Regions from separate parts of the Mus musculus genome. Here regions 2, 3 and 4 are each linked to region 1. A link is a contact called in public Hi-C and promoter capture Hi-C data. All regions are on one chromosome and are shown on one strand. Each heading gives the region's core, a stretch centred on a gene start, on an enhancer-like site or on the middle of the called end of the contact. The rest is flanking DNA. Distances are from core to core; before and after follow the strand shown. Region 1 holds the start of Gfra2 (glial cell line derived neurotrophic factor family receptor alpha 2). Region 2 holds the start of Ccar2 (cell cycle activator and apoptosis regulator 2). Region 3 holds the start of 4930429C20Rik (RIKEN cDNA 4930429C20 gene). Region 4 has its middle 41 kb from the start of Gm34998.

Region 1 (7,855 bases), core at 3,060-5,559:
TAAGAATTAACAGAGTGTTAAGTTGTATCGCGCCATCAAGTTAACTACTAATTTCTTTTTTTTTTTTCTTCCCACAACAGAGCCCACAAAATGAGAGCTGTTGTCTTTATTCCAGCCTGGCGATTCTTGGGTAGATGGGAATTCCCCTCCTCCCCTCCACCACAGTCCAAGCTGTTAGCAACATCCTGCTGATTCATCTTAGAGTACACTGTCTCTGACAGCCATCTCCTGTCCTTGCCCACTGCCATCTCCTGTTAGAGACCCTTATTACCTCAGGCCAAGACTGTCACAACTGCCTCCCAACTGGTCTCCATCTTCCATACACTTGTCATATCAGTATCACTAAAATTATGATGTCACCTACCTGCTCAGCCCTTTAGTGCCTCCCAGGGGGCTCAGGTCTAAAGCCTGGGGTATTTGGTCCTCTTCCATATCTGCCAATTGGATCTATTAGATCTCCTCCCACAGGGGCTTCTTCCACTTATGCCCTTGGTTCCTCTCAGTGACTGGGTGTCTCAGTTCTTCCTTATCACAGTAGTCTCCCACATAACCCCCATGTCCAAAATGTCCTTAGCCAAATCTGTTCGAGTCTCCAGAGGGAATTCCACTTCTGTGAACAGTGACATCCCTTTGGATAGCACTCCCAAAATCCAGTGACACTTTCTTTCCTCCCCTCACTGGGATCCTGGCTGCCTTTGGCTTGTTCCCTTTCTTGTCATAGAGGCATGACTAACTCCATCTCCACATGCTTCCCTGGTAGACAACCCAGGTCTATTCCCACAGCCTTTGGGACAGTTCTGAGAATGGATAAGGTAAGCTTGTTCTGGATGGCTGATGGTGAACATCCTGGCTTAGGCTTCTGTCCTGTGGAGTACCGTTCTGTGGTTCCTTGTGTGTCTTAGCATGATGGGGTGCTCTCTCTCTCTCTCTCTCTCTCTCTCTCTCTCTATATATATATATATATATATATACCTATATATCTCTATCTCTGTCTCTCTGTCTCTCTCTGTCTCTGTCTCTGTCTCTCTCTGTCTCTCTCTCTGTCTGTCTGTCTGTCTGTCTGTCTGTCTGTCTCTCTCTCTCTCTCTATATATATATATTTAAAGTAAAGTCTTGACTGGTTTTCCTCTGGAGGACAAGGGAGCCCCCTCTTCCTCATAGCAAATGAAGAGACTTTGGACTCTGTGTGATGGTTACTCTGTGCCTCCCCTTCCTCCTTGCTCTTGAGGGAACCTTCTCCACAAGACAAAGGAGAGAAGGCACAAAGTTTCATGTGCCCTCCCCCCACCCTCAATCGTTATGATGCTCTGATGCTCTGCTCCGTCTGTGTTCAGGGGGTGGGCCCTGTGTGAGCAGAGATGCAGCAAGGTGAGGTCCACGAGAGCAGAAAAGAACACAGGGTATCTTAGGTGTGAAAGTGCATCATGTCCCATCTCCCAAAGGGCACCACATTCCCCCATAACTTACTCTTACAAGAGCTTCTCCCATTTTCTAGAGAGCACTTTCTGCTTCCCTTGAAACCTCGCTATTGTCCAATCTCTGCTTCTCATTGCTCTTAGCTCCTGTAGCCTCCTGTAACCTCATTCACACTCTGGGCCCAGGAGGAAAGGGGTGAGCCAGGCATTCTGTCAGCAGCTTTGGGTGCAGTGTGCTGTCTAATCTCTACAAATCAGGTTTTAAGAAACATCCCCCATTTTCTGCATGAGCTAATTGAGGCCCAGAGAGATTAAATTAAATTGCCCTCTGCCTAGTAGGTTCTTCTCAGCAGATCTTGGCAAACAGACAGTGTGTGCCCTATCCATCGAACAGTAGCTTAGACTGACAGTTGGCAGAGGGTGGTGGATCTTGGTGCGGATAGGAGGGAAGAGGGTTCAAGGTAAATATGTCCCATAGTGTCAACAGGGGGTAGCGAATATTTCCCATTGTCCTTTGTGAGGCCTGGGTGGTCCTGAAGGCCTGAAGCATCACAAGTCACTCACCTCCTACTACCAGAATCCCCTGACTCTGTTCCCATGGGAACTCAGCAGAGCATATCCTTGGCTGTCTTCTATGGCTTTCTCAGCCCACTTAGCTTTTTTTTTTTTTTTTTCTCCCAGAACCCTCTCCCCCTAGTACTCAACTAAGGCTAACCGAAGGTAAGGTCTGAGTAATGGCGGGATTGCTTAGCATTAATTTTGAAGGAGAGGCCTTTAAGGGAGGTGGGGTAACACCTGGATCTACAGAAGGGCCAGGAAGTAGGTGAGTGAGTGGAAGAGGCTTAATATATTTAGTGGTGAAGCATCCAGCCTCTGGCTTCTGGGCTAAGAGTTTCTAGAGGTATATCTCACTGCTTTTCATCTTCTAACCTACATCAGATGTGTAAGTTCCCCAATGTTTGAAAAGAACCTAGGGGACTCTGGGAAGTAAAAAACAGCAGAGGGATGGAGGATTGACGAGAGAAGCCAACGCTCCCCTGCTGCTGCTTAGGCACTTTTCGTTGGAACTCTCCCCTACCCAGCTGTCACAGTGGTGTTATTTTTGGGTGTAGGGTCTAGGATCGTTGTCTCCCAATGGCCAGATGAAACGCCTGTTCTGTGCCTTCCCGCCTAAATCCACAAGATGGAAGTTGCTCCCTCTAGCTTTCCCACTAGCAGCTAAGGCTGCTGGTTTTGTGAGTGACCCCCTCTCTTCACACTAAACACACTACCACTTCCTTTATTCCACCGCCTTAATATTTAACAATGTATTTTAGAAGACACTCCCAAATAAGCTTGAGATGGTGACAGCTTTTTTTTTTTTTTTTTTTTTTTTTTTGGCAACGTGGAAAGTTGACGAAGCATCGCCTAAACCTGGCTCCGGGAGTCGCATGCAAGACATAGGAGTGCGAAATGCCAGGGCAGCCGAAGGTGTGTCAGAGAAAAGCGTGGAACTAGGGTGCCGGGTGTGCGTGGGCTGTATGATCCCGAGGGCGCTGAGACATGTGTACTGCCTGTCTGCCGCCCTGCCACCTCGGTCAGCAACCTCACTTCGCCTTCAACCCTTCTCCAGCCAGACGCTTCTTTTTTCGGGGCTTCTGGGCTTTTATTGTAAATTCTATGACTAAATTACGCCGGTGAGCTGGGGCCAAAGACAGATGGATAAATTGTCCCCCTTCCCGGCTTGGGGAGGAGTCTCCATCCGGAAGGGTCTCCACCCTCAGCTTCGGGAACCGGGAGTGGCCTTAGTTCCCCGACTAGCTCTAGGGAGTCCAGGAGATCTCTGTGTGCGGGGAGGGGGTGTGAAGCAGAGGCCTGAGTGTCCCTTGTTTTGGGGCTCCCCAGTAGGGTGGGGTGTCAACCCGGGCTGGATTTTTCCCGCGCAGTTCTGGCTGGTTCACTGGCCTTGGAGGAGGAAGTTGGGACCCCTAGACAATCTTCTCTCTGGTCCAGGGGAGGAGAGACCAACTGGGGAAGAGGTGTCTGGAATGGCTGCAGAGCTGGTGTGTGTGCCTGTGTGTTGGGGAGCGCGCGCGGGGTGGGGTGGCAAGCGAGTCACTAGTGTGCGGTAAAAGTTCTTGAGCTCTGCATGCAGAACACACGAATAGGAGCGCGGGGTTAGACCCAGGGAGATAGGGTTGGCCTACAAGGGCGTCTTTGGGTTCCCTAGTGCTTTTGGGAAGACTCTCAGAACGGCTCCCCACAAGGAATACATCAGCTTGCAGAGTGGTGCTCTCTTTTTCAGACCTGGACCACCACGCCTGGGTTTTTCTACTGCCCTGCCCCCATGCCTCTAGGATGGCTCCAGCACCCGGGCCTCAGTGTCTCCCTAACCTCGTTCAGGCTTCCGAAACCTCATGGCTCTGGGGGTCCAGTGCAGGGGCAGGAGCACTTGGAGAACGCAAGCCTTCACCTAGCCAGGATGAGACATTGCATGGAGAGGAGGGGGCGGGAGGCTTCGTTGGTTTGAGCGTGGACACTGGCCGGGGGATCTAGTCGGTTTTCCGGCCAAGGCAGCAGGCTGGTCCCAAGGGCGGGCAGTTGAGCCGAGGGAGCCAGCGGTGGAGCTCACCCCTAGGCCAGTGTTCCTGGGCGCCAGCGCCACTCCGGTGTAGCTTCCATCACCGCCGAGTCGCTACCACTGCTGCTGCAGAGTGTAGCTGCTCCGCCGCGCTCCCGCGCGCTGCGCCGCCAGCCGCCAGGGAGCCGGGGCGCTGAGCCCCGAGCAGAGGAGAGGGGCGAGGCGCGAGAGCCTAGGCGAGGAAGCCGCGAAGGGGGAGGGAGGGAGCAGGCGGGCGGAGGGAGGAGCAGGGAGAGAGGGAGTAGGGAGGGGAAGAGAGAGAGAGAGGGAGAGTGAGGGAGAGCGGAGATCGAGAGCAAAGAGCGAGAGCGAGGGAGAGGAGAGGAGAGGAGAGGAGAGGGAGAGAGGAAGGGAGGAAAGACACACGCAAGCACAGGCACACCGGCACTGGAATTCCATTAGAAAAAGTGAGCCGAAGCAAGGGATAGCGGGAGAAGATTTTTTTTTTTTTATTTTGAATCTTTTTCTTCGTCTTGGTGCCAAAGAAGCGACTCTGGTCTCCCGTCCTAGAAGCTCTACTGGATTGCTCCCATCCGTCGGTGGATTTCTTTCCTATTTGCATTTATTCTGACCCCCCTCCCTCGCTGCTTTCTTCCAGTCCTTCACTTTCAGATCGCCTCGCCCCCACCTCTCCAGTCCCCTCCTGGGAAGTGCAGGGGAATTGGACCCACGGGGACTCGCGCCTTCCCGGCCGCGAGAGCGAAGGGCTGGGCTGACCTCAGGACCAGGCTGTTGGCTTAGAAGGCAGCCAGACACATAGCTACGTGTGTTTGATTTCAGTGGCAAGGGGGGGACGTCGAGAGGCAGCCCACCGCCCGCCTCCCACCCCTCCCCCTCCAGCCAGCAGCGAGAATCCCTGGACTCGGGATCTTCAACCGGCGGCCGCCTGGCGGGATCTCCGCATTGGATTTGGGGGTCGTTATCATTGCTTGGCTGTTATTATTACCGTTGTTATTTTATTTTTATTTTTTAAACCTAAGGGAGAAAGACACATACACACAAAACTGTGGGATTTATTTAACATGATCTTGGCAAACGCCTTCTGCCTCTTCTTCTTTTTAGGTGAGTACCTGCAGGTGGCGAGTCTGGGGGTCACAAGGGGCTGCGCGCGTTCAGTCGCCCACTGGAAGCTGGGCATGCGGGGGTGGGCTTGGGGGCTGCAAGCAGGGCGCCGTGGGAGACACCGGGAGATCGCGCCAGGCTGGGAGCCCGGGCCTGGGGCTCCGGGGAGCCGAACTGCCTGGGAGGCTCTAGAGGAGGGAGCTGTGCAGCGGCTAGCTGGTTGCGCGGAGGACCGAGAAGGAGACTTCCAACATTCAAACCATCTCCGCACGCACTCCCGTGCCGCGCGCGCGCACACACCCCGACACACACTCTTACTTGCAGGCCGTGATAGCGCTCATTTCCCTCAAAATAATGGGTTCAATTTGCAACAACTTAGGAAGGAAAAAAATGCAACTGTTGGTGTGAATGAAAGGAAGGATGGGGAGAGGCTGGCGGGACGCTATCAAGCCTGCCCCTCCTTTCTGGAAGGCTCTCAGAGTCAGTGGGTTTCGGCAGGAGGTCTTGGTTTGGACGTTTGCGGGGAGTCCTTGTAGTCACCTCCTACTTGCCAATCAGTCTCAGGAACGCACCCTATCTCTCCACTCTCTGTAGCACTTTGCAAGTTTCTCCCTACCCACGGCCTCCCTTTCCAAGCCAGATGGGTAGGTGGAGCTCAGGCTTGCAAATGGGTGTTCAAGGCCTTCAAGAGCAACAACCCAGGGGCCTAGGGCATGTGACACGGGAAAGAGGAGGCCAAAGTTTGCTCCTTGGAAAGAAGATGGTGCGGGGGAATGCAGGAAAAGGGAGAAAACAGATCTTAACAAAGACCACTTACTGCTCACCCCATAAGCCCCCTCCCTCTGTGACAGGGAGGAGCGGCTGCCCAGTGGTTCTGAGCTCCAGCAGGCGCCTCCCCACCTCCCCTTATACTTTGTAAAATCTCAGCTGCTTGGGAAGCAAGGTCTAGGAATAGTTTACAGGTAAAGAAAAGATGCTTTCAAAGCTAAAGGCTATGTGTGGACCCAGGGTTCCCAGGCAAGGTTACTGGTAGGGAATTCTGGAAAATGTGTGTGTTTGTGTGTGTGTGTGTGTGTGTGTGTGTGTGTGTGACATCTGCTTTTAGTCCAGGTGCTGTTCTGCTTGTTGGTAGACCAGAATGAACTGGCTACCAAGCAGGGATCAAGAAATCACCTTTACCTTCAGCAGAAAAGGGCTCTGGATAGCCCAGACAGGGAGGTAGCCTTTGCTTATGGAAGATATGCATGGTCTAAGAAGTGCCCTCCAGATTGTAGGGGATTTGTAGTCAGGGTGAATAGATATTGGCTGTATCTTTGCTTGCTCACAGACTTTCTACCTCCCAGCTATGCATTCCCAGGGGACATAGCCCTGCCCTGGGGTGTGGCCTTCACCATACTTGCTTTCTCCACATGTCAGTAACCCTGTGGGTGGGAGGGACAGGGTAGGAGGGTAGAAGATGCTCTGGGCTCACTTTCATCCCTTTCCAGCAGCCTTGGGGGAAGTGAACTCTCATTCTGAATGAACTGTCACAAAATTTGACCTTATCTTCATTAATGGTCTGAAAACGTAGCTTTCTAGGGTCTTAGAATGATCAGAGCGAAGAAGAAAGCATTGCATTTCAGGTAAAAAGTGGCCAGATTGCCTGCTGTTGAGTTACACCCCTCCCTCATAAAGGATGCATGCTTCCAAGTATAGGGGCCCCCCTCTGAGGGGCAGTGGTATATGAGCACAATACCCTCCAGTATCAGACCCCATGTTGCACATTGGGTGATCCTAGCTGAGGAGTCAGTTCTCCTCAGATGTGGCAATGGGCGTCCTGCCCATAATGGGTGTGTACACGTATTTGCACGTATGTGTGTAGAGATTATGAGCCGAGAGCAGAGATGTCCGCCACTGCCTGCTCCCCAAGGGCTGAAATGGAAAGTGGAGGAGGAGGGGGTTGCCTGATGCCTCCTTGAGTTATGCCCCTTCAGTCCCCTATCCCTCAAAAAGTCCCTCTCCAAATCAGGGCAAAGGGTTCAAGGGAATGGCAGGCCAGGGGAGTCTGAAAAGCTCTGACAGGCTGGGATGAATGGTGTGAAGGAAACTTAAATCCAAAAGCCTTTTCCTGGCTAGATGACTATATAGTTGGGAACCACTTGGAAAGTCTGTTTAGTGTGGCGGTTCCTTAGCAGTTTGGGATTTCAGTCTCAAATCAGCAGTTTGGCTGGGGCCATGTCCCGCCCCCTTCAGATGCCTTTCTCAAAGGTTCTGAGTGAGACCTAATGTCAGAGGACTTACCTTATAGAGAAAGGGCTTTTAAACCCAACCATCCAGATTTCCAAGGTTGGCATAGGATGCCATGGAGAGAGGAAACAGAGTGGGCAGAGCACCAGGCCCCCCGTGGTATTCTAGCACATTCTGGCTGTTGAGGGGACTGTAGACACAGGAGGGCAATGTGGACCTCTGCCTTCCCCTCCCTGGCACTCCCTGGAACTGGTCCACACTGTCTATTCTTGATAATTCCAGGTTTTCTTCCTCCAGGCCACGAAGGTAGCCTTTTCTTCTGATTCTTGGCTAGCCTCTCCCGGTTACTGTGTTTCCCTTCTCTGCTTGGGCTTGGTTGATTCTGGGAGTTCTGAAGCCGAGTCCCAGAGATAGGGACAATGATCAAAAGGATGTCCTGGTCCTCTGCAGAAACTATTCTTGCCCTTCATGAACATCAGTTGACAGGATGAGGAAGCCCTTTGAGACTGGTGTGGGAGCCAGTAAAGGCTTG
Region 2 (7,204 bases), core at 901-3,400, 740 kb before region 1:
TCTCCCCCAGCTGGGGCAGTCGACCCTTCACCACACTGCCAGCACACAAACCAGGAGGCCCCATCAGGAGGCACCCTGGACAAGTTATTCTGACTGCCCCCAGGAAGACCTTCTCCATCAAAATTTCTCATACCGTGCAGTAAGATAGCAAAGCAATGGCTTTAAAGAGGGGGCCCACCAGCACAGAGACAGAACTAAATGCAACAACCTTTCCGAGAACAGACTAGCCTCAAGCCTACCTTAGCTGAAAAAAGACTTCTTCATCTACCACCCCAAAGTAGTCATGCAAGCTGGTAACAATGCCTGTGAAGACTCGCTGCTTTTCCCCACTCTGCAAGAGAAGGATAGGTCAAAAGCAACAGGAAGTGACCTGAACAAAATCATGCTATGTCACTAGGGCCTCATCTCTAGCCACAGGGACTCGGCTCGTGGTATTACAGGAAAATTCACATGGGAAGAAAACCAGTGGGCACACAGCCTATCTGTGAAGAGGACAGACGCTAATACTTGACTTCATCCAAACCGCACCAAGACCTCTCTGGAGCCAGGTATTCAAGATTCCCCAACCTAAGAGTTGTCTGCGTTCCCCAACACTGGCCTACTACCAGGACAAAACCAAACCAACCAACCAAACAAAAAACCATTGTAACACAAGAAACAACACACAGCAGGCATCCAAACATACTAGGGTCGCCCCAAAGGGAAACTCGCTAGAAAGAGCACCCAACATACCTGAAGGTGCCTGGCATTTTGGGACAGGTCTGTGGCCACAGGAGGAGTAAGTAGACCAGGGGGAGGGCCCAAAAGAGATGTTGAAGCTGCGCCTATGGGGACAGAGAAGCAATCTCCAGGAATTGCACCTACTACCCGAAGCACTAGAAGATAGCCAGAGGATCTTATAAACCCAGAGGTCTAGGTGGCTCCAATCAGCTACTCAGACATTCAGAAAAACACCCAAGAGCCATAGTTTTTGAAACTGAGTCTCGAGCATGTTCTGAGTGTAACCAGTAAGGAGTTAAGCACCTGAGAAGTTGCGTCCCCCTGGAAGTGGGTTGATCCTCTGCCGCTTAAACTGGGACATTTGGAATACTGTCCTTTCAAGGTCTTGGGGGGAAACCTTCAATCAAAACAGAAAGAAGTTAGCAGCTCCAATGGAAAACTTCCATCTATTGGGGAGGGGGAGGGGGGATAGAAAATCTTAAGTAAAGCTTTTAAGGTGAAGAGGTGGGTCCTAAAATGGAAGAATGGAGAGGATGTAGAGGAGATGAAATTGGTAGTAACGTTACTCCAGTTTGTTCTCACAATAACCTAGTGGTGGGTGCTAGTGACATGCTGGTTTACAGACAAGGAAACTGGAGCTTTGAGATCCGGAGACTTGCCCAAGGCCACAAAACCAGGTAGTGACAGAGTGGGACTCACACCCAGGTCTCCCAACAACTTAGCACTCCTTTCACTATGTCACTGGCACCCCTTAGAGAAGCTGGAGGAGTGAGGGGCTGGAAGAGCTCCGGTGACATTCATTCATTCAAAAACATCCGCCAGAACACTCCACGCAGGGCCGGGGCAAAAAATAAAAATAAAAGGTGCGAGTAGCGGGTTGGTGATGCGGGCCCTCTCCCCGGAAGCCCGCCAGGCGTCTTTAGGACCCGCTGGTGGGAAGGGAGCTGTCCAGCCGGCCCTCGCCAAGCGGCCTGCACGCCGCTCCCTCCTCCTAGGTCCCGACCCTAGGCTCCGGCCTCCGCAGCCGCCTGCGCAGAGCTTTCCGGGCCGGGCCACCGAGAAGCCACCGTGGGAGGTTCACGGCGCGAGGTTTCTCCTCCTCCCGCCCGCCCCCAGGGCCGAGGCCGTTGCCAGGGCGACGGAGCTTGCAGTCCAGAGGGGCTCGGCTCTTTCCGCGACTGGCGCATCTTCGCCGTTCGGACCCCGCAGCCTCGCCACCCGAGAGAGACGGAGAGGCGGGGGCGCAGCAGGAGGCCCCCAACCCACCTGCGGGCCAGGGCCACGACACCAGGGGGACAAAGACACCCGGAACCACCGCAGCCGCCGCTGCCACCACCACCGGAAACGCCTCTCCGGAAGAGAGACCACTGGTCGGAAGCTGCCACTCTCCCGGATATGGTACCTCCCTCTTCTCCATCGACCTCTCCCTTCCCCCACACCAGCCTGCCATCCCGCTCCAACTGTGGAACGGAAGTGCGCCTTCCCAGATCCGATAATGCCTTCGGAAGCCGAGCTCGGTGGTGTCCTCTCTCAAGTGTCCCATCAGAAAAGTAAGCTCGAACCATTGGTTCCAGGTCTCAAAATGACTGGAACTGGACCCACTCCCACAAACACAAGGAAGGGGACTACCACTTACACACCCTGCTGTGCTCTACTAACCCCCAAGACTACAGCAACAAAAGAAGCAGGGCCTCCATTGGCTAGAGGAGGAGCGTGCCTACTGGGGGTCCATTTCCAGGGGATAGTCTTCTGACTAAAGCCAATGACCACCCCACCCCACCCCCATCCCTATTCCTGTCCTTTTCTTGACTGCACCATCAGCAAGGGGTAAGCATATCCGAAATCTATACCCAGACTCTCAAATATGAAACGTACACGATCTTAATGAAGTGGCTCTATCCAAAATCTTGCCAGAAATGTGGCTATTTTCACAACTATTAACAGTGAACACACACACACCTTCCTTTAACTTCTGGCCTCCCATCTCCCCACTCCTGTTTGCCTCCAGCATCACACCCTTCCCAGGTCATTTAACAGTCACAGCACACATTGAGAATGTTTAATGTTACTTCATCCTCCTAACAAGCTTATGAGGTAGGTAAGGTGGGTATCATGGTCCCAAGTAGGAAGCTGTGGCTCAGAAATTAAGAGACTTCGCTATGGTTAAACTCCAGGATAGAACACAGCATCTTAGAGTTGACCTTGCAAGTTATGTGTTGTTCCTCTCAATGTTCTTGACCTTCCCCCCATCCCTCATTCAGCCTTCAGGGGCTGTACTCCAGAGCCGTGACTCACTACAAAGGTACCCAAGGCAATGTTGTTCTTGGTCCTAGGGCTGCCGTCTCAGGTATGAGGAAGACATTAGAAGTCCACATTAGTAACTGTTCATTGTGGAATGAAGATCGGTGCCATCCTTCCAGTGACACCCCAAACACCAACCCTTTGGACGAATGATTCCATCAGATGGGGCAGACGGAAGTCCAACAAAGATTGCATAAACTTACATCTGCAACATGCTGACACACTCCCATACTAAACATGCTCTATGAGCACCTGATAAATAAGTCAATTCACATTGCCTAAGCCCAGAGATTTCTGATGAGGAGGAAGAGCCCTGGAAGAGTGCTGGAACTGCACTCAGGAACCTCTTGGGGATCCAGGGCTCCTTGCTTCGATGCTTAGAGATGGATTTGGCCTTCACCTTGAAGAGGAGCAAGCACCAATAGCTTTTCTTGGCAGTGCAGAGAAGCAGCAGTAAGCCAAAATGTGAGGGACTTCTTCCCAAGGTCACCAGGTACACCAAGAGGTCATACAGAAAGATTTTTTGCTCGTGGCTTCTTAACCACCAATGCTGGTATAAAGGTCTTCCGTTGGGAATGGCACGGAGTCCTGTCAGAGAGGTTTCTAAACTCCATCCTATAGAAAAGCAAAGGAAAGTTAGACAAGAAGAGAAAGAAAACAGACAAGAAGCTTTGCATACCTCCTGAGGAGAAGCTGCCAACCATGACAGACAGACTTCACCTACAGTAAAATACTTTGCCTGTGTGTCTACCTTACCAGCCCCTAAATTTCAGTGGTAAGGAGTGAGGGCTTGACACGTGAGGATGAACATGCCGCCCACAATCTGGTAGTGGCTTCGGGAAAGCCACTGTTCCCAATCTCATGTCATCTTCTGTCTCTTCACCAACAAATAGGGCATATTTTTGTTTAGTTGGGTTTTTTTTGGGGGGGTTGTTTTGTTTTGTTTTGTTTTTTTTCAAGTCAGGGTTTCTCTGTGTAGCCCTGGCTGCCCTGGAACTCACTCTGTAGACCAGGCTGGCCTCGAACTCAGAAATCTGCCTGCCTCTGCCTCCTGAGTGCTGGGATTAAAGGCGTGCGCCACCAAGCCCGGCCAAATGGGGCATCTTAACTACAAGACAGGACACTACCAACATCCTCGCCCAGCAGTCTCTCCCCACTGCCTAAATCTAAATCAGGCACAAGACTCACCTGGATCCAGAACCATCAGGGGGAACAGGAGGCTCAGGAAGTCGAGGGCTCCTCCAACGGAGCCGATTGAGCAGAACTTTGACCTTATCCCAGTGGGAGAGATCCTGCTGAACAGAGAATAAGGGCTCATCTTATTATAGTACATCTATATACTATACATCCCTAATGAAGCTACCAGGAACTTCACTGCCCAAGCAAATCACCTGCTCCAAACAGCAATCCTGTCATTTCCCTGTCATTGCACTTACACATTCCCATGTTCCCCCACCCTGCACCATTCTACTACCTGCTCCACATATATCCATCACTACCTTGGGTTCCTGGGAGGGTGGAAGGATGTGGGTTGGTTCCAGCAAGGCCTCTGGCAGCCTAGAGGGGCTGGTGACAAGCACCCCCACTTCTGGAAGTGAAGCTGCCTCTGCACCTTCTGAAAGAGAACTACATCATCTGGGGCCAGAAACAAGCAGGAAGCAGCCCCACTAAGCTACGGTTTAGGGGTCTGCTGATGGGACCCTGGGCAGGCACATAGGCAGCAGAATGCAGAGGAAGACACAGTTGCCCCTTACCTGGGTCCTTTGTCTGGCTTAGCTCCTCTCTGTGCTCCTGGACCCTATTGTCTGGGATATGTGATGATGAAAGAGCTGGAGCCAATACTTCCTCCTCAGGATCCTGAGGCAGGCAAGATGGAACAAGCAGAGACTCACTCGAAAGCTGAGGCTGTTCAGAAGGCATTCATGCTCCAGGGGTCCCACCCTCCCCCCACTTTCCTCCCTAACTGACCTGGCCACCTGCACCTGTACATCACTCACCCTAGAGGGTCTCTGGGTCTGCAGCTGCAGGTACAGCTGCTGGAGCCTCACCATCTGCTCCAGCACAAGGCACAGGTGTTCCAGATAGCGCAAGCCCTGACCTGGAAGGCAGGTACAGGCTGCAGACTCCATATTACCAACCTGTGGGACACGTTAAGGTAGGAAGACCTTCAGAGTCAGCCAAAACTCCCATTCTGGGTAGTCAGGCTGCACTGAGCCAACAAAATGGAACACAGCAGACAAGCCAAGAAAGACACACTTGGCTGGCTTCCCCAGTGGCCAGCTGAGCATGTCACCCATACCTGTCTGCCTCCTCTGTGGGGGTGGCTACATACTGCTGGGTGCGAAGTGAGACAGAAAGCAATGACACAACCATCAATTAGGGACAAGGGATGCCCCACCCCGAGAGAGCTCCAGGGAAAATGGGGGGAAGGGTCCCCATGAGCCACACCTCAGGGCTTTCTCCACCCCACCCCACCCTGCCCCACTCCACTGCACTTTAGCCAAGATGAATACTCGCCTCCTTTGCTTCTTCCAGACCAGCCTCTAGCTCAGTGTCTGCCTCCGTGGACTCCTGTTCTCCTGCAAAGATGGGCACTCCATCTACAGGCTTGTTCAGCAGTTGCAGGGGGCCACGCTGCGCAGACAAGCTGGGAAACTCTCGAGATCTCTCCAGCACCTCCTCCAGCTTCTGTCTGGCCAGCAGCCGGTCTAGCTGAGCAGGAGGCAGCTCAGGGCTCCCCATGGGCTCAAGGTTCAGAGAATCTTGAGAAAGTCCTGATAAGGTAGCCAAGGAGCTGTCCCCAACAACCATCTCCATGCCCGAGTCCTGGGAAGCCAGTTTCAGAAGTGGCATCTGTCTCTCCAGACCTCTCAGCTCATTCTGTCCCTCCCTGAAGTCCAGTGAACATTCGTGAGTGTTGTCTGGTATCCGTCTGTAGGTGCAAGTGACTCCTGGCACCACACAGCCTTGTGCCAGGTCCTCAAAGGCCCCATCTGTAAGGAGAATCCGTATCAAGCTGGGCAGGATGCCCTCAACGCCTCCAGCATTCCTAGCACTCAACAGCATTCCCTTGAGGAGGTGTGTCCTGTACCAGTGGTGAACAAAGACACAGGACAACCCCATCCCCACTGGGATAAAGTTCCAGCCTTGCTTGGAAGATGTATAGATAGGGTTCTTATAACAATTGTTGACAGCCAACAGAAACCTACACTTCCAGCATGTGGTAGGCAAAGTCCTTGCAAGTCATGACAAACAGCAATGCAGATAGCTTAAGAGACCCTTAACTAAGATTCACCTGAAACAATCAAGTCTAAGTGCCTCGGACTTCCTGGATATGGGAGGGAGAAAGAGCGAAGTGAAGGACGGGGCTACACAGTGCTATCTGGAGTCCCTGACACACCAGGAAGCAGAATGAGGTATCGCCTAGAGTTTATGAGGACACTGGTAAAAATGACAGCAACTGGGGCTGAGATGTGACCCTGTGAGAGCTTTCAGAGAGTGCACACACAGGGCACTGGGTCCCATCCTCACACTGCAAAACAGAAATAGCAGCAGCAGCAATAAAAACAATGCCCCCTCCCCAAGGGTTTCTCTGTGTTCCAGGTTGTCCTGGAACTCACTCTCTAGACCAGGCTGGCCTTGAACTCAGAAATTCGCCTGTCTCTGCCTCCCAAGTGCTGGGATTAAAGGCATGTGCCACCATGCCCGGCTGGCAATTATAATCATTTAGAATAATTTTGTTTTTTTAAGCAAGAAAGGATGATCATGTGACAAATGGAAGTTTTTGGAGTTGGATCAATGATTCAGTATTTTAAAATACTACTTTTCCAGAAGATGGGCGTTGGGTGGGTCTTGGGTGGGTCTTGGGTTCCCAGCACCTACATGGGTGTTCGAAACTCCAATCCAAGGGCTCTGAGCCCCTCGTTTGACTTCCCCATCCAGTCCACACAGGTAAATCAGACAAAAGTAAAAAATTTAAACAACAACAAAAACCTTTTAAGTATAAACTAAGTAAAACAAGGAAACTGACTTTGGTTTTGTTTTGTTTTGTTTTGTTTGTTTTGAAACAGTGTTTTACTCTGTATCCTCAACTGCCCTTGAACTCCCAGTATTCCTCCTGCCTCAGTGCTGGGATTATAGGCACGAATCCTCCCAAGTGCTGGGATTATAGGCACGAATCTCC
Region 3 (7,277 bases), core at 2,359-4,858, 530 kb after region 1:
ATAGTAAGAGAAGTTAGAGAAAACGAATATTAAATTATATTTCGTTATTCCCCTTTAAACACTATTTTGTGTGTGTGTGTGTTTTAATATTACCTTGAAATTTAGGCAAATTCCTTGTGTAAGAAAGTCAGTAAGCACGAAAAATTGAAAAACAGCATGCCACTTCCTATTATCCACATCTGTTATCAGTATCTGGTTATTGAGACCTCAACCGTTATCTAGTCACCCTCAGGTGTGATTGTGTCATGAGCACAGAGAGTCTATAGAAGCACCAAAGGATCTCAGAAGGCTAATATACTCTCACATGATAGTGAACAACATCAATGCAGTCTACAATTACTTGGAACTCATAGGGCTCATGGTTCTGTGATTATTATCATTTTGGTGACAGTAATAACTACCATTTATTGCTGCTAACTTGGTACCAGCCTGCTGTGTGTATATGCTCTCTGGTTTTACTTTGATGACCATATGTAGACATGTGGACATGAGGAAACTAGTAGGCAGGGACAGATCTGTTCCCTCATTCAAATGGTGAAGCCCATGCTCTTCAACACATTAAACACCTGGCTTGACTCTTCATATCTTACCTTTTAAAAAGGTCTGAAGTATGAAACTCTCATTGTTTTTGTGTGTGTGTTTTAATATTACCTTGAAATTTAGATAAATTCCTTGTGTAAGAAAGTCAGTAAGCATGAAAAATTGAAAAACATTGTAAAGAGCAATGTGAGATGGAGGGAGCTATAGATATGTTAGAACTATGAAGTATGTTTCTCCCCCCACCCCCTAATAGTTCTTTCTTAAGCATGTATAAAGGTAGGATATTGGTACTAACAGGCTTGCTTACTGATGGAGTGTGGTTGCATGAAATTAACATGGCTCTGCATGTATGAAGACAACCCAGTAGCATGTAGGTACCATGCTTACCATATGTTTTTGTTTGCTTTTTGTTGCTGTGATAAAACACCACGACCAAAAGCCAGTTGGAGAAGAGAGAGTTTACTTGTCCTACAATTATGTCACAGTCCATCAATGAAAGAAGTGAGGCAGGAATTCAAGGCAGAAACCAGGAGGCAGGAACTGAAGCAGAAGGCATGGACGAATGCTGCTTACTGGCTGGTGCTCATGGATTGCTCAGACTGTTTTCTTATAGCATCTAGGTCTACTTGTCCAGGGGTGAAGTGACATTGCTCCCACTGTGTGCTGGGCTTTCATATACCAATCATTAATCAGGAAAAAATGCCCACAGTCTTGCTTTTAGGTGATCTGATGGTGGCATTCTCTCATTTTCTCACTTGAGGTTCTTCCTAGATAGCTCAAACTTGTGTCAAGTTGACCAAAATCCAACCAGGACACCATATGCTGAATGGTGACATGAGATCCACATGCTGGAAGATAGAATCCTTGGGATGTATGTAGTGTTGTATATACAGCTAGCATAGTGTAGCATTTTTTGAAGGAAGCATGCTTAGCCTGTATGTAATATGTCTGAAGTTAGCCTGGGTTGAGGAGTTAGTGGTGACATTATGTTAAATAATATGTAGAAGATAGACTTGACCTAGACCAGCCGTAAGACCTTAAGCATGTTGGTTAATTTTCCTGAGCTTTGTTTCTTTATCTGTCAATGTCGGATTGAGAGGGTCAAGTTAATGAGTATTAGGTAGGCATCCAGCTGAATGCTGAGAACTAACAAGTACTATTAAGGGTTTGCTGATATACACAGAGCTGGCTGGACTTCACTAAGCCCCTACAATTGTGCTAGGTTCTGGAGATGGAGTCATACAGCAGTCACTGTGTTTACCCTGGTAGATGGCAAACTGTTGTAATGAAATGAAGCTCAGAAGAACTGTGGAAGGCATTCAAAATGTAGTCTCTGAAGAAAGGCTCTCACTTGTTGTTATGCATGGAAAAAGAAGACTTTATCTGTGTGAAACAACAGCTTCTTCTCTCAGGCTTGCTTTTATCCATCCCCAAACTATTGTGCCTGTGATGTTAAAATTAGAGATTTATTAATTTGGGTCAAGCATTTCTGTTTTCCCAAGGGCTTGTATAAAAGTGCCAATTAGCTGAGAGGTTGCAATGGTTTGCTAATGATATTTTGATGGGTTCTTAGGTGGTAAGTCACGGGAACCCATAACCCGCTGAGATCAAGTCAGCGAGTCTAGAAGGTGTCTGGAAATGACCCTGGTTCCTTCTCAGGCTGGTGGTCCATCCATGCTATGCGCTCAGGGATGTGATAGACAAAGGTCTCCTGGGGCAAACTGTAGTCCCCCTTTCATGGAAAAGACAAAAAGGACAAGAAGGGGGTAGGCTGGTAGATTAGAGGAAGGGCAGTGGGCAAACATCCGTCTCTTAAACCTAACTGGACTGTTTTGTCTCGTCAGTGGCACTCCAATGTCCGCAATCGAAAGTACTTTGGAGTATGCAGGACCTAGGGCATCCTGAACCCATCTGCAATTAGGGCTTTGTTCATTCCTTAGGTGCTTTCTCTGAGCCCAGCACCCCATGTCTGTCCTCAGCCATGTGGCTAATGAGAGGCCTATTCAGCCCTCATTAGGAGATCAACTTGGTTTCTTCTGCTCTCAGAAGCTAATTATGTCTCTTTCATTAGTTCAATTTTGGCAATTAATGTACCTCCATATACGTAAGTGACTGTTTGTTTTTAGTCTAAGTGGCATGTGTGCAGCAGTCCTTCTCACATTTGCCTCTTTATCTCATAAAAAGGACCTCCTTCAGGTTCCAGTGTCAAGCCACAGAAACCAATGTGACAAATCTAATATCTGAATGGGATTTATAGTGTGAATACTAAGTAGCTCTAGAAATCAAAGAAAATTCCAATCACTGATATCCAGAAATGAGGAGGAGCTCTGGGCTGGGGACCACTTACACAATGAGGGACTCAATCCTGCATTTGAGTGTCACAGCGCACTGTGGCTCCATATTGGTGAAGTCTACAACTCAATGGCCTTATCAAGAGCTCAGATTACAGTCCAGTAATATATCTCAGAGGAAAATTTGAACTCCGATCACCTACATGCATGTCTTGACAAACAAGTTCCCCTGACTGCAAAACAAACAAAAATTAAATATTTTAGTAAAATAATTTAATCTGCCATCTCAACATTGACTATCTTAATATTTTATTCTACCCTTTTCTTATTCTCCTTATTCCCCTATCTTATCCCTCAGGGTTTTAAGATACTAAGGTATTCCAAATGTGTGGTGTGCAGATAGACACCCCGTAGCTGTGATGGAAGGGGTCTCTTTGCTTCCCCCTTTCCTCCTTTCTTTTCTCTTTTCCCTCCTTCCCTTCCTTCTCTCAGCCCTCCCTTTCCATTCCCTGCCCTCCCCTCTCTCCTCCTCTCCTCTCCTCTCCTCTCCTCTCCTCTCCTCTCCTCTCCTCTCCTCTCCTCTCCTCTCCTCTCCTCTCCTCTCCTCTCCTCTCTCTCCTTATTAAGTATCTCATGGGAGGGAAGCTTTCCTAGTAGCCTCCTAGTGTCTTCTGTTTCCTTGGTTACAACTGTACTGAATCACTGAGAACTGTTGTGACATATAGGGCAATTAAGGCTAAGCAAAGGGCCTGGAAACCTCTTCTGAAAAGAGCCATCAGATATGTGAGTAAACTCGGGGTGTCTAGGAAGTGAAAAGGGGGCAGTTGCCTCTGTTTTGCCACAGCCATATGCAGAGAGTGAGTAGAAGGCCTTCCTAACATGGAAAGGCCATGTGAGAATGTCAAATGTATAGGTTGCCCACTCAAATTGCAAAGCAGTGGTAAAATTCACACTCAAATGGCTACATATGTATGGCATAGGAGTGACCACCAGGGATGAAGTTTTGGGAAAAACATCATGGTGGGTGCCCAGATCAAACTGGATTGTTAGTGAGACTACTGCTAGGGTAAATCTATGTGACATTGGCTGCAATGAAGATGATCTTTTTTCTTTTGAGATGAACCTGAACGTTGGATTCCTGTATTGTCAGTCAGTCAGGAGCCAGTATGGGTACCTGGTTTCAGAAGATGCCAGACAACTGGAGGAAAGAGAAAGGTGATTTACCTAACAGTGGAAGGAAGAACTTGGTGCAAAAGAAAATCAACTGAAGATTGGGATTGTTGGTTGGGAACAGCACTGTCTCTAGGTATCTGAAAGATGAACAAGAGATGATTAGACTCATTCTGCTTAGAGATGAAAGACCAAATAAAGACCCATATGTAGAAATCCATAGGAGGAGATGCTAATTCAGCAGGAAAAAAGTCCCTTAACTTTACATAGCTGTTCCCAGTTCATATAGCTTCTATACCCAATATATTAACCTAAGACAGGAATTTATACCTTCCTGCTCACATGGGGTGTTGATGTTCTAAGAAACATGCTGACTTGCTGCCTATTATCCAGCTCAGCATTTGGTTAAATCTTTGTGTTATGTCATGAGAAGCATGCATTTAGATAATGTTAGTGAGACTGACTGGGAGGTTGGACAGTGCCCAGTAATTTGTATATTTCCTTGAATTATCTTGGGTTTCTTCTCTGTGTATGTACAGACATATAGGAACATTGCTCATGTTTCCACACATAGAGAATGTTTCCTTCTGTACAGTATTCCTGGCAGCTGTGAGTGGAGACATAATTAAACCACCATCTATTTTTGGCTTGCACATACGTGTCAAACCAGCCCATATAGGAACCAAGATTGGGCCTTTCCTCTCCCTATACATGGCTTTGGGTATGATCCAGCTTGGGTAACAGGATGCTGATTGTGACTGTGGCTGTTGACATGCATGGAGTTCTGGTTCACTGCACACACAGCCTGTATGGATCTTATTTAGATGCATCATTTTTCATTATGATGACTTTTGCTGTCTGACTTAGGACTTGGCAGGTCCTGCAGAACTTCAAAATCAACCCTACTGGAGGGTGCTTGGTCACTTTGTGTCCTATGACCAAGCATTCACTCTATCGGGCCCAGTGTTATTCCAGGAACAATTTTCTTTTCTTTTCTTTTCTTTTTCTTTTTTTTTTTTTTTTTGCTATTTTTTAAAATTTTTAATTAGATATTTTCTTTACTTGCATTTCCAATGCTATCCCAAAACTCCCCCATACCCTCCCTCCCCCACTCCTCTACCCACCCACTCCCACTTCTTGGCCCTGGCGTTCCCCTGTACTGAGGCATATAAAGTTTGCAAGACCAATGGGCCTCATTTTTCACTGATGGCCGATTAGGCCATTTTCTAGCAAGATTTTGCTGAAAGGACCCTGATATAGCTGTCTCCTGTGAGGCTATACCGGGGACTAGCAAACACAGAAGTGGATGCTCACAGTCAGCTATTGGATGGATTACAGGGCCCCCAATGGAGGGGCTAGAGAAAGTACCCAAGGAGATAAAGGGGCCTGTAACCCTATAGGTGGAACAACAATATGAACTAACCAGGAACAATTTTCTTAAAAGATGCATAATCCTTGACTGTAGTTGGCATAACCTTGGTCTAGAATCCCAGGATCATATGATTTGTCCTCTGTTCTTCCTCCACACTCCATCTTGCATTTTCCTCCATCATAGATATTTCCAGCACCACATGATCTTCCAGGTTGCAGGATCCAAATAGTAAGACTACACTGTAGTTTGTTAGTGCAGTAGAGCTCCTTCCTTCTGCTATTCAAAGCTGATGAACACACATTTCCCATATTTTTATTACCTGATTTCTCTAAATTTAGGTGTAATGGGGTATCTAATTAGCATTGCATTTAGTATCTCTGACTAGCAATACCAGACTCAGACCTGGATCAATAATCCTCAAAATGCTTTTCTTGAATCCTTCTCTCAGTATCCTGTCACAGATCAACTTGGGGAAAAATTAAGGAATTCAGTATAATTCAAACCTGCTATAGCACTGAAAGGCCCTTCCTTCCCATCAATGTGTATTGAACCTGAATATGGGCACAGGTTGTATTACCAAACAAGGGAAAGCAAGTAGATAGGGTGAGCACCCTTCATCCTCCACTGCTGCTGCTTGGAGTATTGCTGATAAGCCACATCTTGGCTTATCTCTTTTTTCCCTCACACTCTGGTTTGTAAACCTTCCCTTGTTATTCCCCCAAGGACTTTTTTTTTGCCTGGCCTCTAGGTCATTCTGCAAGCCCTGATTTCCTGCCTCCCCTGGCTTCAGCTTTAGCCTATCTAGTGTCTTTGCTTGTCTTTGCTTCTTCATCCCTCCTATTTCTCAGACAACTCAGGCATTTCTATATCACCAGTGTTGGCTTTCTTTTGGAGGATGAGGTGGTTTCTAAGAGATTCTCTTACTTCATAGGCCAGTAGAAAGCTTTCCCAATTCCCTAGGATGTTTTATAACAAGGAAGCCTCAATTGGTTTATTATTCCTCTTGTAGTAGGGGCCTCTTGATCAAGCATCTTTATAATCCAGTACTAGTTCTAAATGCCTAGCCCTAACTCAAATTGGCTAATTCTTAGATATCTCTGTGGTAGACCAGAGTCATTTTCCTTCTTTATTACTCAGATTAATCCTAGTTATCAACCTTGTTTTCAAGAAAGGAAGTAAAGTTTGCTCTTGTGGGGGGGGGGGGTACCTGCTGCCTTTTAGAATGTCTCCATCTTTTATTTACTATCATAACAAAAATTCTAGCTCCTTCCAGGGAAGCATGAGTCTTTGCAACCAGCTCTCAGAGCTAAGCAGAGCTGGCAGAGCTAACATGCTAAGAGTCATTTACCCAAACATCCCCATCTTATGTTCCTGGGACACAAAATTTTCCTCACCAGAGCTTTGATATTAATGTAACAGATCCACCTTTTATGAATAGTCTAATGATTGATGAAACATACTACTACACAGTAGAAGGGCATCTTGGCAAGTTTATATTTTAGCCATTGAAAATGTAAGGGCATCTTGCTTAGTTTGCTTACTTAGCCTTGAGTTTCTTGGATCTCATTATCCCTTCTTGGGTCATGAATAGAACTTATCAATAACCAGGCAATTCCTTGTTTTTGTTTTGTTTTGCTTTGTTTTGTTTTGTTTTGTTTTGTTTTGTTTTGTAGGCTTGTCCCCATGCTTTCCAATGCAGCAATGGTGTTTCCTTCCACTGGAATCATCTCATCTACAATGATTTTCTCACTGTTAAGGTTCTCTTCCTGATCAGCATCTGTAACATTGTCAGCTACTGGCTACTCCTCCTTGCAAGATTGTAACTAGATAAAGTGAGGCAGGTAACAGCTCCAGGCAACCTACCCTTGATCTTGTGCCTTCACTTCCAAGCTTTCAGTGATGAC
Region 4 (7,370 bases), core at 490-2,989, 920 kb after region 1:
AGGAGAAGGACCTGTGTTAGGCCGCACAGCAGGGTGGTGGGAGCAAGGAATGACATCAGGAAAGGGGAAAGGAGAAGAAGGTGGTGACTATGATCCAAGCAAAAGCTGTTTGGAAATGGCATATGAGCAGGCTGGGGAGAGGACCTGAACAATCTGCTCTTCCATCAGCAGAGCTGGTGGAAGGATCAAGGGAAAAAGGCACTTGGCTTCTGCCTTGTTGGGCCTCAGGCAGAGTGGAGGAGGTGCAAGTGCAGGGTAATTACACAGAGGAGATCTCTCACCTTTTCCTGATGCTGAGGCTATCTATTTTCAAGGCATGCTATAGGAAGACTTGCCTGACCCAAAGGTTTATGCGCTCTAGGTTTGTCTGGGTCCTGGTTCACTCATTTCATAGTAACCTACCTACTTACTTTCATGGGGCAGGACCTGTATAGGTGCCACATGGAGGGCTGCTGCTGAGAGGGCGTCATCACTCCAGCTACTCTTGCTCCTTGAAGTTGTGTGGAAAGTCACTTAGCTAGACCTTAAGTGCTAAGTTAACAAGTTCATAAAACTCAGGGTTGGACTCCCATGGAAGAAACTGGTTTGAGATCAAGTTCTCCCTCTCTTGTTCTCTCCCCTCAGGCATCCCCAAGCCCTGCTGCCCACCATCCCCACACCCGCAGACCTTCTTATGTAGCCTGGCCTTAATCTCACTGTGTCTGTCTCCAAGGCTGTTCTGGAATGGCTATTCTCCTTGTCTCTGCTTCCAGGGTGTCAGGATTACAGGTGCTTAATAATACATGGAGTCCAGTGTTCTGTTTAATCAACACTAAGGTTGATCTAAGCATAGACTTGTGTGTTGGGCAGGCGAATTGGATTTTCACAACATCAAAGAGAGAAGAGTGGAAACTGAATAGTTTCTTTCTACCCCAAACCCCAGCTTTTAGAAGCTGGACTGTGGTCTGTTCCAGTTGCCTAGGTGGATCCCATAGAGTGGCTTTTGTTTACAATATACCTGGCACTGGATGTGACTGGAGAAACCACTCAGTAGGCTCAGGCTGGTGATGGCTCCCTTAGCCCTGCCGTGGGCTTCTGGTTGGATCTTTCTGCCCTCAATCTAGTCGCCTGAAGACTTTATGGGGAAGCCTTTCTAGTTTACGAGACATGCCCCCACGATTTAATTACCTGCAGCAGGAATGAATACTCTATAAAGACTGGAATTTATATGCCTTATGTGGCTATAGGTCACCTTTGATGCAGTAACTGGTCCCATTCCTGTAGGAGAGTAGCTTCATTTTATTGGTTCCTCAAAAATTTATTCTCCTCCCTATCTATAGCAAGACAGGTTTACTTCTGAGTGCCTCTTGCTATTGTAGCTTATTGCTTACCTTTTGAATGTTTGTTTGCACATGTGTGACCATGCGTGCCTTTGGGTAACTAGGTTGAACGTAGGAAGTTAACTCCTGGATTTATTTACTAAAATGTTCTCTGATTTCCCATCCAATGCTTTGAGATGGTCCTGTCTTCCTCTGGATCGTCTTTGCTATCTTGTAGTTGTTATAGCTGACCCCAGGGGACATTCCCATTAAATGAGATGAGCTGAAAGTCCTTTCCAATTGTGCCTTATTTTTGGTGTCCCTTTTCTCAGCACTTCGCCTGTAAGTGACACCTGGCCTGGCTATTTTATTTTGAGCTGTTTGCTTTGACTCCCAGCGGAAGTTCTGGAGACGCGCGCCTCTCTTTCGGCTGTCTCCTTTAGCCTGTGTTCAGCCTCTGAGCTATAAGTACTGTCTCCATCCATCCATCAGCGCTGCTATCTGTCTCCCTATATCTATAGCAACAAACCCATTTCAGACGCCTCCTGCTTTTGTTCTCTTTGTTTTACAGCTCTACTTGTCGGAGAATTCTCTTTCCCCTCCATTTAACAGAAAGGCTTTCACATTAAAGGAACATTTTAACAGTGCAAACAAGAAATAGAAATCCAGTTCACTTCCCTCTGAGCGGCTCAGTGACTCCCACAGCCGTTCCTCAGCTCTCCTCGACATGGGGGACCAGGCTGGTGACACCCTCCCACCCCCCACTCCTGAAAGCCTCAATTACCTGTCCCCTCAACAGCCTGAGTGTCTGCCACCAACATACTGCCCCCTGGTTTTCCTCTCTAATTTTGTGACCCACCATCTCAGTGTCAGACACTATCCACCAAGCCTCCTCTTCTTCCTTATAGTGCTGCTGACAGATACATTCCAGTCAATCACTGGCGTCCATTGTGGAGAAAGGTGACTTTTCCTTCTCTAGAGTATGCCATGTGCGATAGTTGGTAGAAATGGTCAAACTAGCTGGATTATTAGCCTAGGATTGACAAAAGGCACCCATGTATGTGTGGATTTTAATTTTTTTTCAGAGAAGCCTAGCATGTGAGAGAGTGCTAGTGAAGAGAAATATTTTGTAGGGACAGAGAGCGCTTACCTGTGAAAACTGCCCAGGAGAAAAGAGATGAAGAAGAAAGATAGTCCACAGTTGTCCTTTTCCCTAGATAGGAAAAGTCATGCAGGTAGCCATTTTGGAACTCCAATAAATCCTCCTTAAAAATAATACATACGCCTCAGTATAGGGGAACGCCAGGGCCAAGAAGTGGGAGTGGGTGGGTAGGGGAGTGGGGTGGGAGGGTATGGGGGACTTATGAGATAGCACTGGAAATGTAAATGAAAAATATAAGTAATAAAAAAAGAAAAAAGTAATACACACACATATATTCCCCTCTCAGTTCTGTCCTTGTGAACCTTGCCTAATCACCAATTTTTCCTTTCGTACAGTTAAAAATTATCAAACTCCACCCTAGTTCCCCTTTCCTCTGGTTTAAAGAAAGCTTCTAGACACATACAATTCCTTATATCTTCTTTAGCCAGTGGATTTAGGGTATCTCTCCAACTTTCCACAAACAGCTTTGTCTATACTCCTGGTATTTCGTAGATAATGGTGTATACATGTAGCCCATTCTCCTGGGAGACTTGCAGGCATAGGGGAATTTCCAAGGTGAATGTCATCACATAGTGTGAGTGGGTAACAAGGTTTTCTATAGAGAGAATATACATTGGGAGATAGCGTGTGAGACTCGGAAAGCCAGAGGTATAGATTCACATGAGAGAGAGAGAGAGAGAGAGAGAGAGAGAGAGAGAGAGAGAGAGAGAGAGAGAGAGAGAGAGAGAGAGAGAGAGGAGAGAGAGAGAGAGCATGGGAAAGTAGACACTGGCCCTGGGGCTTTCAGAACAGTAGTTACTGCCTGGTGGGCACTGTCCTGATCTCTAAGCATCCTGTATCCTGTGTTCTTGCAGCACTCCACTGCTTGGGAGTGGTGATTACCAGCCTGCATGCCGGGTTCATCATTTATCTTAGTGATGTGAAATGGTCACTGGTCATCCAGAGGTGCTCATGAACACTGAGTCTAAAATGAAACCACAGATAGAAACCAGCAGGCTAGCGGACACCAGCAAGGAAAGGCAGCCTACCAGATCCTCACAGTCGGGGCGGTCATCCTTTGTGTCATTTCCCAGAGCTACCAGAATCTCTTACATAAAGGCTCGTTCTGGACTGACTAGTTTATCTGACTTCAGTGTGGGCCACTAAGCTACAGTTCAAAATGGTGGCCTGGATGCCTAGAGTTTGAGCATTTTCAGAGCATCCCTAGATGTGCTGATTTGCATGAACCCCAGGGTAAAATGTGTATGTTTGCATCAGATAGAAGGTATGAACTTGGAAAAGCAAAGATATTCCTGGTTTTAGTGGAGCTTCATCCCTGGGGAGGCAGGTCACCAATGCCCAAGTAAGAGTTGGGTACCTCTTGGGACAAACTGAGACTCTTGGGATGATACCTGCAGTGTAAGGAGAGGCAAAGAGGGCCATAGGACAAATGTCTATTTTCTGTTACACCCCAATATACTAACCTGACCTGCCTTGACTGTTTCTCTTCACTGAGCTGCAAAGGAAAAAAAAAATCCGTGTGTGAAGTTCAACCACTCTAGCAACTGCGTGCCATTGCTAAATAGATATTGTATAGTGATACTGTCTAGTGAGGAATATTGCCAGTGATATTGTCTAGTAAGCCTTTCCTCCAGGAGTTCTGAGCTCAGCCTCTGTCCCGAAGGCAGCCTTGTGGCCAAGAATCCTCAGCTTCACTTCAGGCAGTGCCAGGTGCAGGGTGTTCTGACAATATGCAATCTGTGCCACTGTGGAGGTACCAACTTGAGTGCAGGTTAGTCAAAGCCTCAGCTATATCTATGTTCTCACTGGTGGCGGTGAGACCTGGTGTTAGCATGATGTTTTAGCCCCCAAGGAATTGAAAGCATGCATAGTAGTGCTATTGAAGAAGGCAGAAACCCTAGGTACATGTCTGCACTGCAGAAATAGAAATGAGGGTTCTGTAAGGGAATATGTGACTTGTTCAAGGCTTTCCCATCAAAGACAAAGGAGAAGAGCCCTCTCCGTGTGCATAGCAGAACCTCTTCTCTCTCTCTCTCTCTCTCTCTCTCTCTCTCTCTCTCTCTCCCTCCCTCCCTCTCTCTCTCTCTCCCCCCTCTCTCTCTCCCTCCCTCCCCCTCCCTTCCTCCCTCCCCCTCCCTTCCTCCCTCCCTCCCCCCCCCCCCTCTCTCTCTCTCTCCCTCCCTCTCTCTCTCTCCAAGTCAGGGTTTCTCTGTGTGGCCCTGGCTGTCCCAGAACTCATTCTGTAGACCAGGCTGGCCTCAAACTCAGAAATCCACCTGCCTCTGCCTCCTAAGTGCTGGGATTAAAGGCACGCACCACCACTGTCAGGCTAGCCTCTTCCTTTCATACTCTGCATCTCAGAGGTGTATGTGGTCTAGTCCTCCATTCAGAAGTCAGTAAGGAAGGATTGCTACATTTTCCTTCAATCTCTTGCAGTTTCTAAGGAAAATGAGGCTTGGTCCTAGTGCTTTGGTACCCTTGTTTTCTGATCCCTGTGTAGCAACAGGTCAGTTGTCTCCTCCAAAACAAGGAAGCTAGCAATGGCACAAAGGTCAGAGCAACAAATGGAAAGTGAATAGAGAGACTGACTCTGCAAGCAAGGGCTCTGTGGCTGGTTCCCCTCCAATTCTGTGTCTAATAATGAATTGTAGTTTTTCTTTTTGATGAATTTATCAAATGCTGGCATTTTACTTGGTGTTTTAAAAACCACACAATTTTAAAGACAGAGGGCCCTTAAAGGTCACTGGACCAACCTCCCTCATTTGAAAAGTTGAGAATCTGAGACTCCAAGGAGACCAGGAGTAGGGTGGTGTAGGGGTTTTGTGCCCATACTCCCACAGAGCAGAACCAAAACTGTGAGGCAGGCTTTTCCTGACTGACCATTGCTTCCCTGGATTTGGTTGCTTCCCATTACACAGACGGGGGGTGTTTTCTGAACAGGCACAGATGACCATGCATGCAGCAGTCTTAAAGGTGAGAAAAAGCTCAAGAGTAGAGCCAAATGTCTTTGTTTACAGAAGAAGGAGCTTTCACTAGTTCCTTCACTAGAGACAAATGTACATTTCCTCATAGCAGGACTGGGTGTCCTAGAAGCAAGGCATGGGATCCTAAGGTAGGAATCTTGCTTCCTCTTTCCTTCCTTTTCCTCCCATTTCTATCTAAAACATGAGTGGTAGACCTTTGTAGGTCTACCTTTATATATACATATATTTAATAAAATATTTACATATTGTTTTATATAATTTAATATATTTATATATGTGTATATGTACAAATACACAGACACACATATATGTATATATCCCCTTTTAATTTTAGAAGGTTGATTTGATAGCCCCTTATACACACAGAGAAGAACAAAGCTCATATACTCAGTCTCAAGTGCCTGCAAAGATACTATAACATGTTTTATGTGACAGAGATAAACTGTGGTCTCTGGTCAGCATCCTTCAATGAGGCAGAAGGTTAGATAGAGTCCTTCAGCTTTCATTCTCACCTTGTGTAATCACTGGATGGCTTTGCCTTCTTGCCTCTCTGAAGACATTTAGAAGCTAAGCCATCAGTGGTTTCACTTTTGTGGTGGAGGGTGTTTGCTTCTCAGCCATGATCAGTCTTGCTGAACCAGGGGCCGAAGTTCTTAGTGGGGCAACAGCTACTGTCTTTAGGAATGAGAGTTGCTACTGGGCATACTGCTTTCCAAAGAGCCTGTCCCACAGCAGCTCATTTTCTTCGATGTGTGTCTGGTCCCAGGTGCCCTTGACAGGCAGAATGCTGAGTCATCTACTTAGGATCATCTCTGCAAATGGTATCTTGTGCAATGCCTGCCATTATCCTTTCAATGCCCAAGAGCTTTAGCATTTATAAATGCTTGAATACACTAACACTTAGAAACTCTTAGCCTCATGATAGTGGAGATGGAATAACAATGTTTTTCCCGAAAGTCACAGAATGTAATGAGGTTGAGATGCTAACTCTTGCTTGGCACTTCAATGCCATGCAGCCCCACCTGCAACATGGTAGCCCCTGCCCAGTGCTGCTTTGGTGCTAGCTACTTGGTTGGTTTGGTCTGTATTAGTTTTACATCATTAGAGTAAAATAGCATAAGAAACAAACTTAAAGAAAAAAAATCTGTAGCTAGTGGTTGCTCATGTCTCTAATCCCAGGATTAGAGGGAGGCTGTTTAGAGGTTAGAAGCCTGAGATGACTCCAATCTTTACATAAATTTGTTCTTAAACATTATGAGCCTCAGTTTCTCTTTTTGCTCTTGGAAGTGACAATGCACATTTACTCATTCCTCAGGTCAACTAGTATAAAATGGGATAAACTGAGAAAATAAAGGCCTCTTAGTATTGAGACATAGCCTTATTTGTCTTCACATTTCACACTCCCACACATTATATAAATGGCTTATTTCCTCTATTTAACCATTATGTGTTATTATTTATCCTGGGTAAAAACACAGAGCATTTGTAGAATGAGTATTTATGAATTCATTTTGCTAATTGTAAATCATCTTAGAACTCTGCCTAGATCAGAATTTGCTCTATAAGCAACACTTATCATGATGATAATAAATGAGACACTATACAAATATCTGCTTTTATTGCTTATTCTTTAGAAGAGTATTTTTGCTCATCTTGCAATCCTTCTAGCATTACCAGGTATATCCACTGAGTGCTGACCTGTGACATTGATGCCCCTTGAAAAATGACCTGCCTCAGCAGATCCTTGTCTCCTGCAAATTACGGAACAGAGGCTCCTACACTCCCAGCTCTGGGGAATGGTTGAAGCTTAGTGCAGGTTTTTTCTCCACTGCTATTCTCAACTCAGTCCATCCATCAATGGGCAAATGTTTATTGAGCTCTTACTCCTGCTGAAGTACCTACAACTCCCACATCTAGCGCGGGTCT

What was found. Promoter capture Hi-C pulls out the DNA fragments that hold promoters and counts their contacts. A called contact is a pair of places that touch in the nucleus more often than the background predicts.
Region 2: a contact with region 1 is called in a promoter capture Hi-C map of pre-B cells, with 2.4 times the contacts expected there. The contact joins the promoter of Ccar2 here to the promoter of Gfra2 in region 1.
Region 3: a contact with region 1 is called in a promoter capture Hi-C map of hippocampal neurons, with 8 times the contacts expected there. The contact joins the promoter of 4930429C20Rik here to the promoter of Gfra2 in region 1. A contact is called at or near these places in 13 of 39 promoter capture datasets (the 3T3-L1 cell line, the HPC-7 cell line, cranial neural crest and 9 more), 1 of 484 Hi-C or Micro-C datasets (embryonic stem cells), 7 of 115 datasets of contacts at active chromatin or transcription factors (embryonic forebrain, embryonic hindbrain, embryonic stem cells and 4 more) and 3 of 9 other capture datasets (adipose tissue, embryonic stem cells and liver).
Region 4: a Hi-C map of nephron progenitors shows a contact between it and region 1, with 4 times the contacts expected there. The contact joins the enhancer-like site here to the promoter of Gfra2 in region 1. A contact is called at or near these places in 3 of 39 promoter capture datasets (hippocampal neurons, liver and stem cell-derived epiblast-like cells), 2 of 484 Hi-C or Micro-C datasets (both in nephron progenitors), 4 of 115 datasets of contacts at active chromatin or transcription factors (embryonic forebrain, embryonic hindbrain, forebrain and 1 more) and 1 of 9 other capture datasets (embryonic stem cells).

The regions. Positions count from the first base shown.
Region 1 is chr14:70,885,798-70,893,652 of GRCm38.p6, forward strand. It overlaps Gfra2 (glial cell line derived neurotrophic factor family receptor alpha 2), which reads left to right and starts at 4,310. Exons shown (of 9, transcript NM_008115.3): 1 at 4,310-5,097. The coding sequence starts at 5,058.
Region 2 is chr14:70,151,641-70,158,844 of GRCm38.p6, forward strand. It overlaps Ccar2 (cell cycle activator and apoptosis regulator 2), which reads right to left and starts at 2,151. Exons shown (of 21, transcript NM_146055.3): 1 at 1,987-2,151; 2 at 1,024-1,117; 3 at 733-824; 4 at 240-331; 5 at 1-35. The coding sequence starts at 1,081. It overlaps 9930012K11Rik (RIKEN cDNA 9930012K11 gene), which reads right to left. Exons shown (of 7, transcript NM_001112735.1): 2 at 5,539-6,014; 3 at 5,019-5,159; 4 at 4,776-4,878; 5 at 4,521-4,636; 6 at 4,210-4,313; 7 at 2,765-3,636. The coding sequence ends at 3,528.
Region 3 is chr14:71,417,404-71,424,680 of GRCm38.p6, forward strand. It overlaps 4930429C20Rik (RIKEN cDNA 4930429C20 gene), which reads left to right and starts at 3,609. Exons shown (of 2, transcript NR_166771.1): 1 at 3,609-3,851; 2 at 3,949-4,221. It overlaps Gm41203 (a long non-coding RNA gene), which reads right to left and starts at 3,064. Exons shown (of 2, transcript XR_874811.1): 1 at 2,888-3,064; 2 at 984-1,984.
Region 4 is chr14:71,807,237-71,814,606 of GRCm38.p6, forward strand. No RefSeq gene overlaps it. Among named protein-coding and RNA genes, the nearest start is that of Gm34998, 41 kb to the left of the region's middle. Within about 2 kb of position 1,740, at least 11 of the 459 cell types and tissues checked have an H3K27ac peak or open chromatin away from gene starts, as enhancers often do. A contact at or near this core is called in nephron progenitors, where this site is marked.